6 separate regions of the Mus musculus genome follow, and all the other regions are linked to region 2. A link is a contact called in public HiChIP or PLAC-seq data. All regions are on one chromosome and are shown on one strand. Each heading gives the region's core, a stretch centred on a gene start, on an enhancer-like site or on the middle of the called end of the contact. The rest is flanking DNA. Distances are from core to core; before and after follow the strand shown.

The links. HiChIP or PLAC-seq counts read pairs in DNA pulled down with a chosen protein or histone mark.
Region 1: a FOXA1 HiChIP or PLAC-seq map of pancreatic cancer cells shows a contact between it and region 2. The contact joins the enhancer-like site here to the promoter of Klhdc10 in region 2. A contact is called at or near these places in 1 of 39 promoter capture datasets (cranial neural crest), 1 of 15 datasets of contacts at CTCF or cohesin (the NIH/3T3 cell line), 12 of 115 datasets of contacts at active chromatin or transcription factors (the NIH/3T3 cell line, bone marrow-derived macrophages, craniofacial prominence and 9 more) and 1 of 9 other capture datasets (macrophages).
Region 3: an H3K27ac HiChIP or PLAC-seq map of differentiating embryonic stem cells shows a contact between it and region 2, with 19 times the contacts expected there. The contact joins the enhancer-like site here to the promoter of Klhdc10 in region 2. A contact is called at or near these places in 24 of 39 promoter capture datasets (the 3T3-L1 cell line, 3T3-L1-derived adipocytes, the C10 cell line and 16 more), 7 of 15 datasets of contacts at CTCF or cohesin (the NIH/3T3 cell line, embryonic stem cells, hippocampal excitatory neurons and 3 more), 145 of 484 Hi-C or Micro-C datasets (the AML12 cell line, the AtT-20 cell line, B cells and 82 more), 49 of 115 datasets of contacts at active chromatin or transcription factors (the 230-238 cell line, DN3 thymocytes, the HPC-7 cell line and 34 more) and 4 of 9 other capture datasets (adipose tissue, embryonic stem cells, liver and 1 more).
Region 4: an H3K4me3 HiChIP or PLAC-seq map of embryonic basal ganglia shows a contact between it and region 2, with 8 times the contacts expected there. The contact joins the enhancer-like site here to the promoter of Klhdc10 in region 2. A contact is called at or near these places in 6 of 39 promoter capture datasets (the 3T3-L1 cell line, embryonic stem cells, epiblast stem cells and 3 more), 11 of 484 Hi-C or Micro-C datasets (the C10 cell line, CD4 T cells, bone marrow-derived macrophages and 6 more), 24 of 115 datasets of contacts at active chromatin or transcription factors (the 230-238 cell line, the NIH/3T3 cell line, SST interneurons and 18 more) and 1 of 9 other capture datasets (adipose tissue).
Region 5: an H3K4me3 HiChIP or PLAC-seq map of bone marrow-derived macrophages shows a contact between it and region 2, with 8 times the contacts expected there. The contact joins the enhancer-like site here to the promoter of Klhdc10 in region 2. A contact is called at or near these places in 1 of 39 promoter capture datasets (embryonic stem cells), 7 of 115 datasets of contacts at active chromatin or transcription factors (bone marrow-derived macrophages, embryonic basal ganglia, embryonic fibroblasts and 4 more) and 2 of 9 other capture datasets (embryonic stem cells and macrophages).
Region 6: a contact with region 2 is called in an H3K27ac HiChIP or PLAC-seq map of embryonic stem cells, with 8 times the contacts expected there. The contact joins the promoter of Klf14 here to the promoter of Klhdc10 in region 2. A contact is called at or near these places in 6 of 39 promoter capture datasets (the 3T3-L1 cell line, embryonic stem cells, liver and 3 more), 8 of 484 Hi-C or Micro-C datasets (LSK cells, the N1E-115 cell line, bone marrow-derived macrophages and 4 more), 24 of 115 datasets of contacts at active chromatin or transcription factors (the 230-238 cell line, the NIH/3T3 cell line, the SCID.adh cell line and 16 more) and 4 of 9 other capture datasets (adipose tissue, embryonic stem cells, macrophages and 1 more).

What each region holds. Positions count from the first base shown.
Region 1 is chr6:31,064,831-31,068,656 of GRCm38.p6, reverse strand. No RefSeq gene overlaps it. Among named protein-coding and RNA genes, the nearest start is that of Mir29b-1, 3.7 kb to the right of the region's middle. Within about 2 kb of position 1,631, at least 33 of the 459 cell types and tissues checked have an H3K27ac peak or open chromatin away from gene starts, as enhancers often do. A contact at or near this core is called in pancreatic cancer cells, where this site is marked.
Region 2 is chr6:30,400,365-30,403,718 of GRCm38.p6, reverse strand. Klhdc10 (kelch domain containing 10) reads right to left here and starts at 1,864. Exons shown (of 10, transcript NM_029742.3): 1 at 1,569-1,864. The coding sequence starts at 1,725.
Region 3 is chr6:31,031,868-31,035,357 of GRCm38.p6, reverse strand. No RefSeq gene overlaps it. Among named protein-coding and RNA genes, the nearest start is that of Gm40359, 19 kb to the right of the region's middle. Within about 2 kb of position 2,232, at least 54 of the 459 cell types and tissues checked have an H3K27ac peak or open chromatin away from gene starts, as enhancers often do. A contact at or near this core is called in the AtT-20 cell line, the N1E-115 cell line, SST interneurons and 15 more, where this site is marked.
Region 4 is chr6:31,010,182-31,013,877 of GRCm38.p6, reverse strand. It overlaps Gm40359 (a long non-coding RNA gene), which reads left to right. Exons shown (of 2, transcript XR_868931.2): 2 at 3,179-3,696. Among named protein-coding and RNA genes, the nearest start is that of Gm40359, 2.9 kb to the left of the region's middle. Within about 2 kb of position 2,282, at least 36 of the 459 cell types and tissues checked have an H3K27ac peak or open chromatin away from gene starts, as enhancers often do. A contact at or near this core is called in bone marrow-derived macrophages, embryonic basal ganglia, neural progenitor cells and 2 more, where this site is marked.
Region 5 is chr6:31,086,170-31,089,605 of GRCm38.p6, reverse strand. No RefSeq gene overlaps it. Among named protein-coding and RNA genes, the nearest start is that of Mir29b-1, 25 kb to the right of the region's middle. Within about 2 kb of position 1,420, at least 182 of the 459 cell types and tissues checked have an H3K27ac peak or open chromatin away from gene starts, as enhancers often do. A contact at or near this core is called in bone marrow-derived macrophages, embryonic basal ganglia, embryonic fibroblasts and 3 more, where this site is marked.
Region 6 is chr6:30,957,210-30,960,990 of GRCm38.p6, reverse strand. It overlaps Klf14 (Kruppel-like factor 14), which reads left to right and starts at 2,001. Exons shown (of 1, transcript NM_001135093.1): 1 at 2,001-3,781. The coding sequence starts at 2,294. The coding sequence ends at 3,271.

The DNA of each region.
Region 1 (3,826 bases), core at 382-2,881, 670 kb before region 2:
CTTTCTCTTTCTTAGTTTTCACAGATCTCAAAGCTAACCCTCTGAAAGGGTTAAAGTGCTTGCTCAAGGCTGTGTAAGGAGCAGTAGAGGAGACACCTGCATCTTCCTAATCCAGGACCTACACTGTTTGTCCCTTTAATCCCAGGCAAAAGGTGCCATCGTTTGAGAGATCCCTTTATGACCCTTGACAGAGGGTAACATATATGTCCTGGCACTCCGCAGGCTGATACTCCTGAGGAGCAGGGCTTAAAGGAGAGGGAAACCCCTCCCTCTGCAGAGACCAGGGCCAGCCCTTCAGAGCGAGGTGCTGTCTTCTCCCTGGAGTTGGGTACATTGTGAGCCTCGCTGCAGTTCTGCCCTTAGATGGAACTTTTGTGTGAGGAAACTCACAGACTCCTGCAGGTTTCTTCACTGCAGAAACTGGGTGTGTAACCCACCGCCAACCAAGCTATAGGGCGGTGGCCATTGGGCTCCCAGGTTCTCTGGGGGAAGAGGGTGAATTATAGCTACTCTGTAATTAGGCTTTCTCAAACACTGACCTGGGAGGCTCTTCGCCAGCCTAAATGCAGTAAGCCACTTTCTAAACACTTCCGCTGCGCCTGTGATCTGATGGGGACCCTGATACTGCTTAAAGCACTGGCCCCGCTCCTTAGGCCTGTGGCCACACAAGTTTGGGAAGCTGCTAGTACTTTATGGTGCCACGGCTTTACTGCTGCACTTTGGATTTCACCTTGTGTGGGTCTTGACACATCTTCCTCCTCCTCCTCCTCCTCCTCCCTACCTTAATCCTGAACCTGGGTTCCCCGCCCCAAAGGCTGTTAACACAGACTGTAACATAATCACGGCTGCTTCTCACTATTTCTTTTACCAGTCACCATCTTCAGATGTTAATCCCAGTGCCCAGTGATCTTCCCGACAGACGCTCCATTCTTGTTTGGAAATTACGTTGAAGGGCGTGAACTACAAGAGGAATGGACTTTGGACATTGTGAGAGTAGTGGATAGAATGGAGGGTTGTCGTGTTAAGTCAAACAAGCCAGACTCAGGACAACTTGTACTGCATGTTCCCTGCCATATAAGGAATCTCAAGTGAAAAGCAAAACTCAACAGTGGGATGTGGTAGTGTACATCTTTAAGCCCAGCCACTGGGGAAGCTGAGGCAGGTGGATCTTGTGCATTGTAGGTCAGTTTGGTCTCCAGAGCCAAGTTCCAGGTCAGCTAGGAGTCCACAGGGAAACCCTGTCTGGGCTATCCAAAACAAGCAAGCAAACCAAGATCCAATGCACACATTTACACAGGAGACACAGAACGAGAAAGGGAGCGTTTGGGAAGGGGATGTGGAAGGGGGAGGGGTGGGTGGTGAGCACTGGCCACATACTCATTACTTGTGTGGAGATGGCATGATGAAGCCTGACATTTGGATAATGAAACATGGTAATAGTAAAAAGAAAATGGCACTTGGCCCTCATGTGGTCTGCAGATAGTATTCTTTTCCAAGCTGACCCGCTCACAGACCTGGCCCACACCATCCTGGTTCGAGGATCAGCTTTGAGGCCTCTGCTGTTCCAGGCTCCCTGAGGGGCATTGCAGTCATTAACTTGGACATCGCAGTGGTTAGAATCTTGACTGCTGAGTCACTGGGCTTCTCTTTGTTGAGTTGTTAAATCTCTTGTAAACCATCCTGTGTGGGCCTGCTGGGACAGCATTCCCAGTTTGTTAACCTGAGTGATCAATATTTTGGAAATGGCACCGCCTACGCCCTTGGCTTCTTGTCTGATGAAAGGTACCTCTGGCTTAAAGTTAGACCACATAGGAAAGAGTAGAATGATGTAGTTTGAGTTCCATAATTGCCCTCTGCCTGGCTGTAGAGTGAGCAAAAAGGATTGTTCTCAAAGACAAGTGTAATGTCCGCCCTCTGTGGGCCTTCTGCAGCCTGCATTGCTAAAGCCTTAGGGCTTACCAATTCCCCTTGAAAATAGACCTTCTCCTACCCTGTGCAAGACACCTTCATTCTTGCTCTGGTTGGATCTACAGGTTTATAGCATGCTGCAGCTCCTACACCAGCTTGCACAGTACACCTCGCTGCTGTGCCAAGTGGAAGGCCAAGGGCCGTGCTCCTTAGTCATAACCACCCCAGTGTCGCCAAATGCAGGTAGCCAATCCACAGCAGTGCCTGCGGAAGGAAGTAATAAATGTCTCTCACTGGACAGCAGAGAGAAGGGACCTTTTGAAAGTGTCTGAGTAGAGAACCCCACGTCCGTGGGATACACCCTGAGGTTCGTGTGTCACCGAAATACCACATACTGCTCCTCTCACGAAGGCTCTCTGCAGCGTGTCTGTCCCTGGAAAATGCTTGTAGCAGGTTGTCTTTGTGGCCCTGTAGAAGTTGAGGTGCATGCTTGCAAATCACCCTTAAAGAGGTCTTGCTGTATTTTGTCCACGGTGAGTCTCCAGTGAGTTTTTAAGTGACCATCGGAGTTTGATAGCCACTCTTACACACCCAGCTGCCAGTTCACAACCAGGGAAGACCTACAGAAACCTGTGCTCACCAGCGACAGCACAGGTCCCGCGTGGAGGCCCTTGAATGGAGAAGTAATCAGAATATATTTGCAGGTGCTCATTCAAGTGTGCGGAGATGGGAGGCACAAGGCAAAGGTATCTTTTTTTGACACATCCGTGTATGCCTCTCACTTGTGAGCTGGACCTCTTAGCTGCATCCCTCTACTAAAATGCCAAAGGAAAGTTCCGTATTGCTCGTTCGATCATCTCATGTACTACCTGATTTAACCCTTACAAAGCTCGGCTCTTCTGGGTACGGCTTCCAGATGTGTGAGCACAGCTACTGCAGTGACACGTGTGGCCTGGCCCAGACACACCGGTTAGGCCTGCCGAGTCCTGGTGGCCCTAACGTTTTGAAGCTGTGTTCCTCAAGGGGTGCTGGTTCAGGATGTGATAGTTCTTGTGAAATCTCCAAGCCCCGAGGGAAGTTATCTTAATCCAGTTTGCTCAACACAAGAACAGACTGGCTTCTCACGTCACTGGGAGCAATACGCATCTACTGCAGGGCCTTTCCACACAGAGCCCTGCTGTGGGTTACTGACTCAGACCAGGCCCCGATTTCCCTATCAGATTTGACAGAAGTGCACAGGAAGGGCAGTGCGTTGAAGAGCAGCATGAAGCATGCAGGCTGGGTTGTGAAGCAGGCCCACATTTTCATGGCTGGTGAGCTGAGAGCTGCTTAGGGGTCTATCCTTGGAAGATAACTGTTTCTACTCATAGGGTGAAGAGTCTGCCAGCCCAGCGTGTGATCTGTGTATTGTAAGGTTTCTTATTTTTGTCCTTTCAGGAGTTGTAATACTGCAGAGTTGTTGCTAGTTAAAAAATAACAGTAACCCAGCCTACAGAAACAATAGTTCTTTTATGCCCTAGCCCCAGACTAAAGGGTAATGAGGTTGTGTGTCCATTAAAGGGAGAAGGGAAGCACGGGCACACTTGTGAGTGAAGCTGTTCCTCTTGGGAGGGCTGTGCTTGTAGCTGAGGGCCATGGAAGGCCCCAGAGTCCGCACTTGTATGCATGTCCTGAGGGAAGAGGGCCCTGGCTTGTCCACCCCTCTGCCAGCCAATAATAGAGAGTTTCTTTGTTAACTTCAAGACTATTCTCATGGTGAGCCTGTTCCTAGGGAGCTGGGACTTGCTGAAATTACATGAAAACTGGGATTCAGACTGAAGAGCTCTGTGTGTACATGTATGCATGAATGTGTGCTTGTTCATGCATGCATGTTTTTATCATATGTGTGCACATGTGTATGGGTGCCCACCGAAGCCAA
Region 2 (3,354 bases), core at 615-3,114:
GCTAAGGGAATGCAGAAATAGCGCCATACTTCAGACCCTTATTTGAAATCATGGCTTACCCTGCCCTCATGTGGTAGCAGAGAGGAACTGCACCAGTATGTTGCAGGACCCTGAGAATGCCCACATGAAGTTCATGGTGTAATAATTAATCTATGACCAAAGACTTAAAAGATTGCAGGCAGAGAGCAAACTGGGAATAGTCCTTGCCAAGGGATTTATCTTCTAGGCTTAGTAATGCAGAAAACCTAGGGTTTTGTTGTTAACTGATGATAACAAAAAAAAATGTCTCCTTTTTTCTTGTTAAACATCACATATTTAGCAATTCCAGAATACCAGTCTGATACTGTTTATTCAAATCCAATTTATGGTATATTTGATTATTTACAAATGTCTCAATTTTATTTTAATGGCATGAACAAATGGGTTAATGAACATTTCTGGCACACATCAAAAACCATATCACAAATATTAGTAATTATCTCTCTGAATAAGTAAAATCCCCTTTGTTATCTTTAAATTAATCAACTGATTTTTTTTACCACCTAGAAGAACAAGTCACAATAGTAAACACAATTCAGAAACAATCAGGTTCTCAAAACATCTAAACAAATATACCACTGATACAATCAACTTAACACTAGTCACACATACACAAAAAAACATGGCGAAGGTCTAGTACATCATTCCTGACAATTCTCTTCACGGTGAAAAAAAAAAAAAAACACGACTGCCCAATAAAATGATTTAGCATTCTGTGCATGATTTAATTCTCTACCTTTTAACAGACTGAAAATTTGTAAACGTACGCTTTTTACAACTGTTTACACACATACCTACATGACTTTGTTTTGTTTTTTTTAAAACATGTGAACTCAAAGACCATGAAATTTTTAGCAGTAGGTATATTTTTCCAATTTTCAGTTTTGATACCGGGATCACATCCTTTCGTTTCTTTATATTCATGATCTTCATTTCCCCCTTTTAAAATCTAGTCACCATTACCCATTCTGTCTCTGTACATCCCCAAATATTACTGATTCAACCATTTCCCTTAATCTTTTTTATTTTCTTTCCCATATACTCCCTAGCCAACACACACACACATACATACATACACACACACACTTTCACATGCTCATTCCATTTCAAAATATCCAACTCTGACACAGTTGGTTGGCTTTTTTTTTTTCCTTTCAAACAAAATCACTTCTATATTGCTCTCCTCTCCTTAATTTGGCACTCCTTTTGAAATAATTTTCCACAGTTAAACACCAATGTCTTTCTTTCACAACATCCATCCGCGGAAGAGGAAAAGATTAAGAACCGGGCAAGCGAAACATTTGGGAATGTCAAAGAGACAGCGGCCTCTCGGTCGGGAGGAAAATACAACTCTCCTCCCCGAGCTGTCGACACAGCGAGACTTCTCTTCGGCGTGCTCCGGTTCCCCTCCTGACCTCAACGCCACCTTCCTGCTGCTCTGCTTCCCTGTCCTCCCTCGGCTGTGTGTCCGAGGGGCAGCAGAGCCCGGCGACCGCCACCTTCTCGCCGGCAGCGGCCCCACCACTCACCTGGCAGGTGCGGCCGTCCCGAGAGCTGCACGAATCGGTTGAGCTGTCCGGTGCCCCGACCCCCGCCGGCCGCGCCGGCCCCGCTAACCCCGCTGGCCCCGCCGGCCGCGCCTCCTCCCCGCCGGCGGTTCCGGTCCCAGCCCTGGGCAGCCGACATGGCCCGCTAACGATTGCCGCAGCCCGGTCCCGGCAAGCCCCTGCCCCGGCAGCGCGAGCCGAGCCTCCTTCCCGGGCTCCTCAAGAGACCCGGGAGACGGGGGCCGGGGTAGCGCCGGGCTCTCCAGCAACCAATGGCTGGCCGCCTTGGTGACAGTGGACCAATGGGCAGTCTCTTTCTTGGCAGGTGGAGGGAGGCGGGGAGAGACGTGGTAACCATAGCTATAGCTAAAAGAGATGGGGGGAGAAAAGGCGTAAGCAGACGCTCAGAGAGCGCATCGATTCCCGGAGCTCGCCCGCTTCTCCGGGATGCTGGGGGCTCAGACCAGATAGTCGAAGACCGAGCGGGGAGGCTACGCCAGAGGAGACTCCCAAGCAGGGTCGCTGCCTCAGCATGGTCGATACTCCGGAATTCTGTCCCATAAGCACTGCATTTAGAAACATCATAGGTACACAATGCATGTACTTGGTGTTGGTACATCTGTCTGCAGTTCTGCAAACTGAGCCCCGGTCTGCGGACTGTTGCCACACACAAAGGGCTCACGGGAGGTGGGGGCAGGGGGAGGAGTCAGATGAAATCTAAAAAACTCCTGGCTTTCATCATTTGTTTTGTCTCACGGTGGCACTGCCGGGACCCTTCCCCTGCAAAAGCCACGTCAAGAGCAAACAGCTTTAAACCCGATTAGCAAATACCGAAAACTGTTCGATATTAGAGTAATCATAGAAACACAAGTGAAAATTTCAATAAGAAAATCTTTCAGGCATCAGTGAAGATCTTTATTTAAACACGCGGCTTGTGTATGCCTGCCAAGAAAAAAACAATAGAAAAAGATACTCTCTTAGATGACACACGATCAAGTAAATGTTTTACTCACACACACACACACAAACAATCCACCTCAATTGTCTTACAATATACACAGTTAACGATAGAAAATGGAACGGACGATGTGATTTTAAAATGTAAATATCAGAAATTCCCATCGTTTCAAAATTAAACCGAAAATTTGGCTTTGAAGTTGGGGAGGCGCAGTGCACAGTGGGAAAATGCAGATACACATTGCTGTTTCCAAATAAGGAAAAAAAACATAAATTTCTCAAGGGAAACAAAACCTTTCAAGATCTAATCTGATGGACTGCTGACCCCCTTGATGTTTCACACATGAGAACCTCACATGTTGGATTTTTTTTTTTTTTAAGGAGTGGGGTGGAGAAGGAGAAAGTGCTGAGACCAGAAGTCTCCTTTGATCTCAGTGAGCAAATTTCATGTCGTCATGAAATTTTGGTTTTTTGTCTCCACACCCAGTTTCTGTAGGAAAAGAAGTATTTTTATCCATTATGCATTATGATACAGTTTATTGAAATGTTTGACATCTGATAAAAAGAAAACCCATGGAGCTGGGGATGAAGGTAGCTCAGTTGCTTAAAATACTTGTCTAGCACCAAAGGTACAGTCTCCTGCCACAGTATAAAACTCAGCATGGTGACACACTCTTGTAATCCCCAACCGAGGATGGTGGCAGAAAGATCAGGCATTCAAATCCAGCCCCACTCAGATAGATACATTACAAGTTCAAGGCCAACCTTAGCGGCATAAAATCCAGACTCAACAACAACAAAAACAAACAAA
Region 3 (3,490 bases), core at 983-3,482, 630 kb before region 2:
TGGATGAGCACCCAGCCTGGCTAAGAACAAGGCCCAGCCAAGAACCCTGGAGGGAGAAGCGAACTCCATAAAACTTAACTAGCAAAAAGGAGATAAATCTAAATGTAACTATGAGATAGAAAGCACTAAGGTTATAAAGTTATAAGAGAAGCGGAACACTTCATTAGTGAGTGCCCCGTGGCCAGCAATGTTACCCTGGGGTTACAGACGCAAGGAAACAAACTCAGTATGTCAGAGCCATGCTTACATTCCTATGATCACGGCTGCTCCAAGCAGTCCAGTGCAGACTGAGCCTGGTCCCTGGCGGCTGAGTGACAGGGAGGCGTACAGTGGATTGCTGTGCAGCCCAAAGCGAAAGGGATCCTGTCATTTGTCACAAGCTTGACCTGGAGGACATGATGCCAAGGGAAATAACCTAGACACAGTATAAACCCCGCAGTGTGCTCATTGATATGCAGAATCTACACGAGATGAAATCAGAGAAGCGGAGTATAGGATGGGGGTTGCTAGGAGCTGCGGAGTTGCTGGGGACATGGGAGCTGTTGGTTAAAAGATAGGAAGAAAGTTCTGGAGAGCCAGCCAACAGCATGACTACTATAGTCAATACTCTACTGTACATCAGAAATTTGCTGATAGCAGATCTTAAATATTCTCACCACACCTGCACAGATGTTTACTGTGATGGTAGATGATATGCTGCTAACTTGCTGAGGTGGTCATGCTGTCTGGCCACAGCCAAATTAAATTAGAAGTCAATGGTAAGAGAAGTGGAGAAACCCCATACATTAGGAGAACTTGAATTATTAACTCATAGAGGAAACCAAGTAAAGGTGTATATTACAGAAACCCCCATTTGTGGAATTATATAACTCTAACTATAAAATTTAAAAATTAAGCCATGGAACCTGGCATGGTGGAGCATACCTTTATAATCCCAGCACTCGGGAGGCGGAGGCAGGTGGAGTTCTGAGTTTGAGGCCAGCTTGGTCTACAAAATGAGTTCCTGGACAGCCAGGGCTATACAGAGAAACCCTGTCTCAAAAAAAAAAAAAAAAAAAAAATTAAGCCATGGAAGACAGACTATAGATTGTGTAAAAATGTATGCTTGATAGATAGATAGATCTGAACTAATTAAAGATTTCAATCAGAACTGAATTTACAGAGTGTATGCAAATTAGTAAAAGATAATCCAAATTAAAATACTCAAGCTATTTGGGAAACACTTGATAACGAGGATGGGGCGGTCAGTAAATACCTGAGAAGGCACTCGGTCTCATTATTCATCAGGGAGTTATGAGAAAAAACCACAGACAGGATACCACTTCACACCCCTTCGGATGCTGTTAAAAATAAAATAACCAGTTCACTCATTAACCACTGAGTCAGGGTTGAAACTGAGACCACTTTGGAAAATGTTTCAATAATTACCTTCTATAGGATGGAGGAATTCCACAGCACATCCCCAAGAGAAATGGAAGTCCATCTTCCGAAAATTACTTAGGCACATATTTATATATATTTATTCATAATAAACAAAGTCTAGAAATAACGAAATGTTCATCAGGCAAATAAGGAAACAGTGATATACTACTCCCCAGGGAGGTGGACCGGATTGGAAAGTTAAAGCAGGTTCTTGTTGTGCACAGCACAAATTAGTTATATATGGGGACAGTAGTTAAGTTTTTGTTTTTTTTTCTTTTGGTTTTATTATTATTTTTTTTAATCTTCAGTAGTCTTTGATGCAGCTTATATGAAGATAATTGTTGTTCTGTTAACTGAATACCACTCTGTAATTGAAAAAAGAAAGGAAGGAAGGGGGAGAGAGAGAGAGAGAGAGAGAGAGAGAGAGAGAGAGAGAGAGAGAGAGACACGGATTGCTGGTGTATACCACAGCATAGATAAGTCTTCAAAGGACATATTAGTCAGTTATCCAGAAAGGTGGGAAGAGACGTTGTATACATACGAATAGTTATAGATAACAGATAGGTAACTGACAGGAGTTGGAGAAAAGATGGGTGGGTGAGTCGATGTGATGTAGCTGATGTGGGTACAGACATAAAGAGAAAGCCAGAATTGGCTCATATAATGGCGACCGAGATGATATGTTGCCATATCCTCTGGTGGCCACAAGATGGCGACGTAGAGCTGCTGGCTCTAACTCAGCCTGAATCCAAAGGCTTGGAAAGCTGGGTGGGGGTGGGTAGCGTTGGCGCTGTAAGCCCTGGAGATGGCAGACCCAGGGAAAGGAAGCAGAGGCTGGCCTAGCTGAGAAAAAGAGGCAGCCTACCTCTGCACTTTTGTCCTATGTAAGCCTCAGGCCTGGATGACATCCACTACAACGGTGAGGACAGATCCCACCTACAGATCAAACTCAGTCGACCAATTTGATACTAATCTCTTGTAGGAATATCCTCATAGGCCCAGAGATCTTGTTTATGCTTTGGCCTGCCTTAACATAGTCAACCTGGCCTGTGAAATTACTGCCGTGTACAAGATAAATCAAGAAATCGGTCACAAACAGGGCTCACCCTGTGTAAGTCCTTTCCTACGAAGTTCACATGTAGGTAAGCTAATCTCTGGTGATGAAAATCAGAACAACTTCCGTGTGTGGGGAGAATTTACTAGAAAGTAGCACAAAGAAATTTTGGAAGATGATGAAAATATGTTCTATGTTGATTTGAGAGCTGTTTCATAGGTTGACACATTTGTCAAAAGTTATCAGTGTGTGTGTATATATATATATATATATATATATATACATGTCTGCATACTTCTTTGCATAAGCTCATTAAATCGGAATTTTAGGGCAGAGCAGATGGCTCTGTGTGTGAAAAGGACTTTGGTGCACAAATGTGAGGACCCGAGCTTAGATTGAGAAAGTCCATGAAACACTGGTACCATAGCACATCTACCGCAGGTGTGCCTCCTTTAAGATGGGAAGTGGAGACAGGAGAATCCTGGGATGCTCCAGCCAGCTAGCCTGGTGGATGAAAGCTGAGAACAGCTGATACTGTCCTGACCTCTACCCGCCCAGTGTGACACAGACATCTCTCTCTCTCTCTCTCTCTTTCTCTCTCTCTTTCTCTCTCTCTCTGCCTGCCTGTCTGTCTCCCCCACCCCCACCCCACACACACATTTAGAAAAAGTGTTTTTAAAGTAATTTTTGGAATTGAATCTTAAATTCGATCACAAATATTATTACATTAATTCTTATTTCTATAATTCTTCTGCATGGTTATCAGTGAAGCCACATGTAACCAGGGGTATATGTACCCAGGTCTTCTAAAGCTTGAGTGTAATTTTAAAGGCTTATTGTGATCAATAGGACCTAATTCACAAATGTAAATTAGGTGAGAATATGATTTAAAATTATAAACATTATCATAATATTTTTGAAGAAGCTGACAAATATCACCAGCATTGCCCTTAAAAAAATTCTGGCTTAAGCCCTGTTTTTCCTGTGTTTTGGCCACATGACATTTGATCACTG
Region 4 (3,696 bases), core at 1,033-3,532, 610 kb before region 2:
CCGCAAGAATGAATCATAGGAGGCATTAGCATATTTTAATTAAAAGATTCAAGTAGCACAATTATATCCAAATTACACTTTGTGATCTCCCTAATAGCTTTACAAGTAATTTTCAAATATATTTGAAACCTTGCCCAGAGGGTTTTACTTGGTATAAAGCAACCAAAGAATTTTTAGCAACATTCATAGAAAGCTTTGTAGAAACATCCAATTTTCTAAACCATATCAAGATCAAGGTTTGGACACTGTGGGAATGTCTAATTAGTACTGAGACTATCACATCGTCACCTCCTCGTTAAGTATTCATTAACTTGCGCATTATTTTTTGAGATAGGATTTTGTCTATCCCTGGCTGGCCTCAAACTTGCTGTGTCTTGAACTTTTGATCCTCCTGTCTCTACCTCTGTGCCTTGGACTGGACTCAGTCAGCAGGGTGACAAACAGACACAACATAAGGGAGTGTTGATCTGAATGTAATTTCTCAAAGCGAGCATCAGACTTAAAATACAGAAGAAAATAAGGAAGTTGGGTAACACATCAGCCAAGGTACACTGAGGTTACCGAATGCATAATGACTCTTTACACAAAATAGAGGAATGCATACATAAAGACTAGCAGGAACTAGGCAATAAAACAACTGAGACAAAATCACCTCTATCTAAGGTCAGCTATATTCTTAGAAGCCAGGTGTGAGGTCTTTATGCTCCCGGGGCAAGGGCTTTTTGTGTCCAAGCCATAGTTCTAATTAGGGAGTTCTGCTCTAGCTAACCTTCTCATGAATAATGCAATACTCTAGTTCCTCCTTAAACCACAGCCCAATCTTCTTCCTAAACCATTGTAAATTCCTGTATATGGGAGTGACTTGGCTGTTAATCTAAGTGATTTTGTGTAGACTTTCTTCTATTAAGTAATGTAGTCTGCCATTCATAATTATAATAAGAATTCTAAACTTACTTTGCTAAGCTTGCCCTGAAATTTCTAACTCTATGTAGTAGATAGTAATGCCTGATTTCTTTAACTATCTCTCTTTCAATACTGGAGGCAATTCATCTGAATAGGCAACATTCTTACTGAATTCCAAGCTCAGGGTCGGCTCAAGGACTGCCTAGGACATTGGTGAAGGCCAGGAAGCAAAGTTCAATTTAGCTTAGGTATTTGACAAATCATTGCTTGGAGGCACCTATAATAAAACAATACTGAAAGAAAGCACACAGATCCATTCACTGACTAACACAAGGACATGTTTGGAGTATTCCTGCTACAGGATGCCAAGGCTCCAAGAGACTAAGTTTCCGTGAAACATTTTGCCATGGGACTGTGTCCAAGCTTTTGGGCCTGCCACTAAGTTTTTACTGGAGTGGGTGTGGCACCTCTGGAGTGCCAAGTTAACAGGTGTGAGTCACAGCACCTAGCAGGATGCTGGAGATCAAACCCAGGACTCCACACATGCTAGGCAACCACACTATCACTGAGCTACATGAACAGTGTCTCAACTTCTGGATATAGACCAATAGACCCCCAAAGTGCAGGGTCTATTGGTCTATATGCTGTGCTGTGCTGCAGTTGGCCCATGAGAGCCGCTCTGTATTTCTTTCCCCGCTTGGCCTTCAGTGACTGTGCACTGATAGATAGCTCGATAGAGGAGGGGAGTTTAGGACAATGAAACCAACAAAAGCTAAGAGCATCCTCTCCCATTCCTTCCTTTCTGAAGCAGAGGCCCACCAGCCTGTAGCTTCTCCCTTGGACCCGGCAGAGGTTATAATGGGGTGTTTTTGCTGTCTGCGTTTTGCTGGGGAATGGCTCCTGCCATATGAGTCCATGGATTTTAACTATTTCAGTGAACTCTGCTGGCTTTTCGAGATGGCAATTTTCCCCTTTTTTTTTTTTTTTTGTACATGCAGTTAAGAATTGTCCTAAGGGATGAGTCTCCACCGAGTCTTCAGTGGCACTCTGTGCTAGGCTCCTAGCCTGTCCATCTCAGGAAGTGGTACCCTCTTTGAGTCATTTTCTCTCACCATTATTGCTGCCAGTGTCCTACCCTCAGCCCAGCTAGTCTCAGTGGACTTTCTTCAGCCTCTCTATCCTTAAATGCCTCTTGGAACTAGACTTGGCCCCTCCCCCTGCTGCCTGAGAAGCTGACTTTCTAAATCAATTCTCTCTCTTTCTCTCTCTCTCTCTCTCTCTCTCTCTCTCTCTCTCTCTCTCTCTCTCAATTCAGAAGTCCCGTGAGCTGTGGCCACAGGCCAAGATCCCAAATTAACCTATGCCATCATTTCCCTCTTAGCACTTGAAACTGTAGCATGCTCTGGGCAGAATGCCAAGGCTTTCTATCCTAGGCCCTAACGGCCTTCATTACCTAAATAAAATGTTGCCTGAAATAGAAAAGTCAGATTTTTTTAACTCTTTATTGACTTTTACTTTATGTTACTAATTGCTATTGAGCATCCTGTGAGCTGTAGCGCACCTTGGTAAGGATGAAGCTTTCAGGAAACATTTTCAGGGTTAGCCTAAGAATTACAATGTCTTAGCAGACTCAAACACCAAGCAGTTTTGTAAACATTAACAGAAGAAAGCTCTTTATGCCAGCTTGACAATGGAAGTTCTGTGCAGCTGTGAATGCTTCAAAACTCTCTCTCTCTCTCTCTCTCTCTCTCTCTCTCTCTCTCTCTCTCTCTCCTATTTTTGTTGTGGTGGGTTTTGTTTTTGTTATTTAATCAAGCATAATATTTTTATTGATTATTTGGGAATTTCACACAATGCACCCTGATCGCCTGATCGTACCCCATTCACCTTCCTTTCTTCCCGGGTCCATACTCTCACCGCCCACCCCACCCCCCAAGAAACAGAAGAAAATAAAAAATATACCCCAGGTCCAGTTTGTGTTGCCCATATACTCAATGGAGCATGCTGAAATGCCCAGTGGCCAGCCACTTGAAGATAACTGAGTCCTTCCCCATCCCCACCCCACCAGAAGCCACCAACTGTGAAGTGCTACACTTTAGCTGCCTTAGCACAATTTTTAAGCACTCTCTTCAACGTTTTCCTGCCTGACTTTTTTCTTTTCTTTTTTTTCTGGGAGTAGGGGTGGGCTAGGGGTGGAGGTGGCGGGGGAGGGGGTGGGGAATGTTGTCACAGATGCCTTCTATGTCTCTCATTCTCAACTGTGAGTCTGCATTAGATCGACGATGCCACGACAAAAGAAGCTTCCTGGCCCAAAACAGCCAGCGGCAGCATGGATTGTGGACCTCAACATGACCCCAGGTGGCAGCATAGACCACAAACGCCAACAAGGCCCTCCCTCTGCGGGAGCATGGACCGCAGATACCAACTTGGCCTCTGGCCGCAGCCCTGACCACAAACACTCATGTGTTCTCTAGCAGTAGTATGGACCAAGGACATCAACATATCCCCAACCCCACCTTCCACCCCCACTGCAGCATGTAACATCCACGTGGCCTTTGGCAGCAACACAGACCCATGGGTATCAACATCCCGCAACAGCAACAGCAGCGGCACGAACCATGGACGTCTTTTCAGGTGGTCCAATCCAGGAAATGAACTGTTCTCCATCTTGGAAGCCCTGTCTCTGCTCAGAGCTGAGAGAGATCTGTAGCCTGGGCAGTGTGCTGGGGGCAGAGGCTGTGAGGGCTCCAGGCTCCAGGCTACTCAGGAACAACAGCTCCCCCACCCCCCGCT
Region 5 (3,436 bases), core at 171-2,670, 690 kb before region 2:
ACGACTGATACTCTACCTTCCCCATGCATCTGAGCAGCCTGCCGTCAGGAGCTCCTATACCCTTCTTCCTGGCATAAACTAATAGGTTTGGCAAAACACCAAACACCATACTTCAATGGCAGCTTCAAAGGACACCTTAGTGTTGGATGACGTGTGCGCTGCTGTTAACGTGACTGTCCCATAAACGGCTCTGAAAATGGTTCCTTCTACGAACCTAGGGAGTGGCAGTAGACTCTGTTTAATGCCATCTGGGAGGAAAGAGGATTTCATGTTTGAAATTTGGGAATAAACAAAACCAACTTTCTCTCTCCTGCAAGGGTTAATGCTCCAGTCAGCTTCAGATGGGTTCTCTTGAGTCTTACAATTGCTTTTCTGGTCACGCACTCAGAAGGTCTAAGCATTTGTGGATCTCACCCTCCACCCCCACCCCAAATGCTATTCTCTTTGGCAGTCTTAATTACACAGGGGTTGGGAAACCAAATTAAAACTAGGCGTGGCTGGGTAAACAGCGATCACATTGCAGGCTTTTAGCTTTGCTCTTGGGGCTGTCTCTCCTTCCCGTAGCTCTGCTTTGCACTTCGTATTTTCCTGAAGGAAATAGCATGGGGTCTTTTGGAAATAGTCACAGGAAGTGGGACTCGGTGGCTGGTTACTCACCAGCCGCGGAGTCAGTCCTGACAGGTGGCAAATGCTGCTGCCTCCCTCCTGATTTATGTGAAAATAGCCCCGAGAGGCAGCCATGAGGGTGGGTGCACAGCCCAAAGGGCTTTTTGTCCACCGTGGCTTTCACGAGGAGACTGGTCATGGCGTGTCATCTGGATTGGGGGGGGGGGTGTGACTCAGAGCTGAGCTGGGGTCGCTCCACACACGTGGTAGCCACCGTGGGGTTTCTGCTCAGTTCTCAGAGTGCAGGCGGTCTCCTAAAAATGATCTCTCCCTCCCACCCCCAACAGCCGTCCTTTCTCAGTGAGTCACTTCCAGAAATGAATAGCCGCAGATTTTGGAATGAGCATTGTGAAATCTCTCGTTTATAATGGCAGGTTTTCAGTTGGTGGCTTGATCAGACATTTTCTCAAGATGAAAATGAGACCTTGTCTTTAAAAAGAAAAGAAAGTAAGTAAGCCCTGTGGATTCAGAAAGCAAAAGTCTCCCACTGAAGAGCTGTCACAGCTGACCTAGCCCTGTGTGTCGAGCTGTGTGTCCTTAGATCTGCCTGTTTGGATGAGTTCTTGGAATTACGGACCTCTCAGCAGTAGTAGCTGGTGGTTTCCAATGCAGAAGGTTACTATTTGAATCAGCTCTCCTCTGGGTGAGTAGGTGGTAGTTTCCCAAGGTGTTCAGCAACTTGAGCCGTGGATTTAAAAGACTGCTGGCAGCTCTTACACACTTCTGCTTCCTGAAGCCCAGTGGATGGTTCTGCCGAGCAGCAGGAGGACCCTGGGGTGTGTTTGAACAGTGTGGATGATTGAATTACCACTCTGTCTTCTGAATATGGAGATCTTTTGAGGAGGAGAAGGTATTTTTGCAGAAGGAAGTGGTTTTATTTGTTTTAGGGGGAGCTTTCAGAGGGGTAACTATTGGGTTTCTGTTTTAAGCACTAAGACCCTTCTTTGGTGTGAAGGAGATAAATGACTTAGGGTCTTAACAGAGAAGTTTTTCTGTAACTCTGAGGAAGCTGTATGGCACTACTAGCAGTAGCCTCTGTCCAAGGAGGATGCTAACCCCAGCAGAGACTGACTATCTGACAGTACCCACTCTGGGTCTGCCAGGCCCCATGGGCTCCTGGGTTAGTGGGAGCACTTTGTGCAGGGCAGAGAGAATGAGCCCAGTTACTGGAAGCGGGGAGTGTAGCTGCAGGGATTGTTCTCTCAAGTGGATCAGTTGTTTGACCTACTGACTCATTTCGTAGGAATTGGGAAAACAACCTAATGTGGTTTTATTGTCGCTGTTCAGGACTGCAGGGTCTCAGCCTGGGATTGTGATGGGCTGGAGGAAGGTGCTGCTAGCATTCATGCTTTCTGCTGGCCCGCTCTTGGCTCTCCTGTGGAATTCAGTCCTCTGCTTCCAGGACAAGCCCAGCCTGCACTTGGGGATCCTTGGGTGACCGTTCAACCGTGAGTATTTTTTTTGAAGCTCACTGATTCTTGCTTAAAAACTTATAAATGGCATTTCATCAAAGGAAGAGCTTCAAAGAACTATCTTTGCTGGTTGTCGTGTGTGTAACACATTTCACATTTACTATGAAGAGGACTCTGTGTGTGATCCTGACTACAGAAGCACACATGACCTACAGATAACCATGGGAGCTAAGAATTAAGATTTTTTTGTTTGTTTTTATAGCATATACATAAAAATGAAGTTGTAGTTTTATTATTTAAAGCGAAACGTGAGGTAGATCCGTAAGATGCACATTTGAGGAAGTGACATGTCTGTGTGCAGAGACTTGTGATTCCTGGTGCTTTTCTTTCTCACCAGTGCTAGTAAATAAACCTCAGAAGAGAACAAAGAAAGTGCTTTGGTCCCGTGTAAGAGCAGACTTAGAGAAGATAGCCCTGAAGATGTGTATGCTACTCTCTGGGTTAGCTGTGCTGACTGCCTCCTCCTGATCCCATGTCCAGATCATATCCTTAATTAGTGTAAGGGATGCTTGTTAGGTGACGGCTGTGGGCGTTCTTACTCTCCCACCAAGGGGCTGAGTAGAGGGTACAGTCTATTGGGTCATGTCTGTTTAGTATACTGTTATGTCCTAACGCTGCAGAGTTAGAGTTATCAATCTGTTCTAGATTCTAGCCCTCCCTCCCCACCCCCCACCCCAAGATGCTGATAGAAGCCACGAATCCTTTAACCACGTCATTACACTTTTGCTTGCACATGGAGGCATCCACAGAAATGGAGACCCCTCTCCAGATGCAGCAGGTATAGGAGGCTGGGTTGCACTCTCAGGGGGTTGGGGGGGGGGGGGCTTACCCTTCTGGGCAGTTAGACTTCCCAAAGAACTGCTGTTAAAAGCAGGAAACAGCCAGGCCAGAAGTCACTCCATGTGGCTGCTGGGTGGAAATACAGAGCCAGAGGAAAAGACACAAGGGTGGAGAACACACGACTAAGTAAGTAATAGAGAGTGGTTGATACCCTCAGGATGGTCACGTGTGGAGCCCAGAATCCCTGTCCGATTAGCCAGGCGCATCTATAAAGGAGTATGACTTTGGGTAGAGAGCTAAGGATTCATAACCACTTTTTGTGTGTGCCACCAAATCAGGTAGGGTCACTTGAACTTGAAGGTGTCATTCATAACAAATTGGAGAGGTGGTTACACGCCTGGAAGAAACGTGGTGGGAGAAGCATATGAGGAGGTGGTTGAGAACAAAAGGAACAGTGTCTGGAAAAAATAAATCCAGCCCTTTGAGCTCATGAGTTGCATTGAAACCAGTACCATGGG
Region 6 (3,781 bases), core at 752-3,251, 560 kb before region 2:
TCATATGCATGGATCTACAATGCAGCAATTAAAATGAGTGAACTGCATTTATATTCACCAACATGATTAGGAGGGGGAAAACACCCAAAAACATACCAAGAAGGAAGAAACAAGTTAAAGAATAATATATACAGTCTTAAACCATGTGTATATATTTTTAAAAAGCAGTATCTCCATATAAATTCATATAAAGTTGAAAGTCTGCAACCTAAATTGCAAAGTTGCATACCAAATTCATGATAGAGTTTGCCTTTGGGGGAAGGCTGGAGAGTGCAGCCAGAGAGGCAGAGGGGACTTGAATTTCATCAGAAATGATGACTAGTTAAAGTTTAAAAAGAAGATCTAAAACAGATATGACAAAATAGTAACATTTATGAATTATACCAGACAGGTACACTTGTATTATATTCTCTCATCATTTTAAAATATCTCCACACGTTTTTCTAAAGCATAAATTTAAAAGAAAAATCAGGTACTAAATCATTCTCAGAGAATGTTCATGTATGGATTGCTGCAGCATCTGAAAATTTGAGGCAGTATCTTTAACAAAAATGAATCCGTTTTAGAATTGGGTCTCTTTAAAAATAATACAACTGCCAATACTATTTTAAAACTGCTGAAATGGACAGTCAGTTCTACAGGTATCAACCCACAAATCATGCTGGGAGAAGCAAGCTGCAAAGAGACATGTGCAGCACAGTAACACTTGCCCACATTTAAAATACACTAACAAAGATACATGGGTCTATTTACATACTTAGGTAGCTGTGTAATAAAGCACAGCAAATGTTAGAAGAATTTACCCTTTATGATACTGATTAGCGAGGGAGAAAACGAACAGTGCTAGAGAAACGAGGGAAATGACATTCTACCCTCTCTGGATGCTTAATATAAATTTAAAATTTGAAGCAAACACGACAAAAATATCATATTTGATTATTCTAATCATCAAGTATATGGACATATGTTATTCTTGAAGCATGTGTATCATTTTACTTTTCCAAAGAAAAAAATAGTGAAGCATTGCAAATAAAGTGCACATAACGTAATAGTACAAAAGTAAAGCCTATGTACATCCCAAACCGTGGTAGCACTACATTTAGAAATCATCCTGTTTATTTTCTGTGGGGTTTTTAATTTTTAAAAAATAAAAAGGGGGGCAAATAAAGCCGTGAAGGCATGTGAAAGAAATCATTCATATTTGATTATAAAAAAGAAAAAGCCCCCACAGTCATAAACCACTGGATGAGCATTCTATACTATTTTGCTGCATATTCTTAATTTTAATTTTTTTGTCAAAAGAGAACTAGAAGAGGTTGCCTAATTGGAAACGTGACTTTCTATTATTAAAATTGTGGGAGTCCATTTTAATGTGTTTATCTCGCTGCTAGTCTGTAATTTATATTTCAGCGTGGATATTTGTTTGTGTGCCTGTGACAGGTTAATGCAGTTTAAACGTGCGTTTTTTTCTTTCGTTGCTTGAATAGTTAAATCGTTACTTCAAGGATTTTAAGTTTCTATTTCAAGCGGGGATGATTCTTTGCTCTCGCCAGGGTTAAAACCGTTTCTGATTCAAAACGCTATTAATTAATGGCTACGCGGTGATCTATTGGCGACAAGGCTGCCGATCCTGCATTAACAGCCGAACTGCTAAATGAGAAAACTTTGTTTCGCCCCCGTTTTCTTTTGGATGAAGACTTGGGGCTATTTTCCATTTGAGCTGTGAGCGGTGGACGCGAGTCAAACGCAATCGCAGCCCACTTCGCCAGCGATCGCGTTTGCGAAGCGAAAGACAAGTCAGGTATTAGCGCCGCTTTTTTTTCCCTCGCCGCTCCCTCCTCCCCCTTAGAGGATAAAAAAAAGTTTCTAGGACTCTGCCTGACACCCAGCTGGCCAGAGACCAGGGGCGAGGGGGGCGAGGCCGGCAGGCTGCCCAGAAGTTGCGATCCGGGACTTGCGCGCATTGAAATTACCTGGCTCGCCAGCAGCGGAGAGAAAGCGCAGACAAGATAATTTCCCAGGCTGCTGGGAATGCCATAGCCCGCGCGGCAGCGCGATCCAGGGGTGTCCTCGGGCCGGGGCGGGTCCCCGCCACCCCCGCAGGCTTCAGTGCGTCAGGGCGCGTCAGGCGGGGCGGGCTCGGCTCCGGCAGCAGCGGCTGCGGGCGGCGAGCGGCGCGCACCGGCTTCCAGCTCGTCTGGCTCCAAGCGGCGGGACGGACGCTCCCGGGGACTCTCCGGCCCGCGGCTGGCCGCGCTCGGACGGCGCTCGCCCGCAACCGGGCGCCGCCAGCATGTCGGCCGCCGTGGCTTGCCTGGACTACTTCGCTGCCGAGTGCCTGGTGTCTATGTCCACCCGCGCCGTGCTGCACCGGCGCGCAACGGACCCCGAAGGCGCGAGCGCAGCGGCTGTCTCCGAGGTGGGTGCAGTGTCTCGGGAGTCGGCGGGGAAGGGTACCGGGTCACGGGGGGTGCTGTGGATACCCCCAGTCCTCCAGGTCCCCACCCCGAGCCCCGGAGAAGGCGATGGCGCGCCCCACCTGCTGGCTGCGAGCGCTTTGGCTGATTTAAGCTGTGGTGCCCGGGAAGACTTCAGGGAAGACTCCGAAGAAGCTCCGTGTGCCTCAACTAGCTGCTTCGAGCCGACCTGGTGCTCCAGCCCTACTGGGGGCTCTGAGCCTACCCAGGCCTTCTTCGAGGATGAGCTCTCTGACGCCGAGAGCTCCTGCAGTGATTCTGCTATCCTGGATGCGCCTGAGGCCTCAGAGGAGCCGGATGACAGCGGAGAAGTGCCCGAGGGGCCCCCAGGGGCCCGCCCTGCGCCATCAACGGGCCCGACGTACCGAAGGAGGCAGATTACGCCCGCATCCAAGCGACATCAGTGCTCCTTCCATGGCTGCAACAAGGCCTACTACAAGTCGTCGCACCTCAAGTCACACCAGCGTACCCACACGGGGGAACGCCCCTTCTCCTGTGATTGGCTCGACTGCGACAAGAAGTTTACGCGTTCTGATGAGCTAGCCCGCCACTACAGGACGCACACCGGTGAAAAGCGCTTCTCCTGCCCGCTGTGTCCCAAGCAGTTCTCTCGGAGCGACCACCTGACCAAGCATGCTCGTCGCCATCCAACTTACCATCCCGACATGATCGAGTACCGAGGTCGTCGTCGCACTCCCCGCCCTGAGCCACCACCCCCAGCCATGGTGGAAAGCTCTGGTTCCGACTCCAGCTCCTCTTCTGGCCAGGAGACCAGCTTCACTGCTTGCCTGTAGGACTGTCTTGCTGTCTATCTTTCCCTCAAGCACAACCCCCACCCCCGCTGCCCCCCAGGCCGTTGTCCATGCCTTCTCTCTGTCCATTCCTATTTTCCAGGGTCATTAGACCGAGGTACAGACTGGTTGCTCCGCACTGGGGATGGGTTCAGACAAACTTGTCGGACTCTGGAGAGGGACTGGGAGCCAGAAGATAGCAGGAAGTCCTGCAACACAAACATCTTCTGAAATGAACGGTTTCTTCCAAACAGCCTGCAGGAACCTTTGAGAAGGGATGAACTCTCCAGCGTACTGAAGTTTCTTCCCTCCATGGCACCAGAGATGTAAAACTGAATTCTGAGATGCTGGAGGATCTCCCAGTTCCAAATGACTCTGGTGTCTCACCCATTGGCCAGGGCGGACTTTGGAGAGGGTGTCCAGGGTGGCAGCCTTGGAAATGTCCAGATTTGGATGAAGAGAGGCCTTTGGAAACAGAAAATATTTCTATTTCTGTAAACAGCAATGTTTACT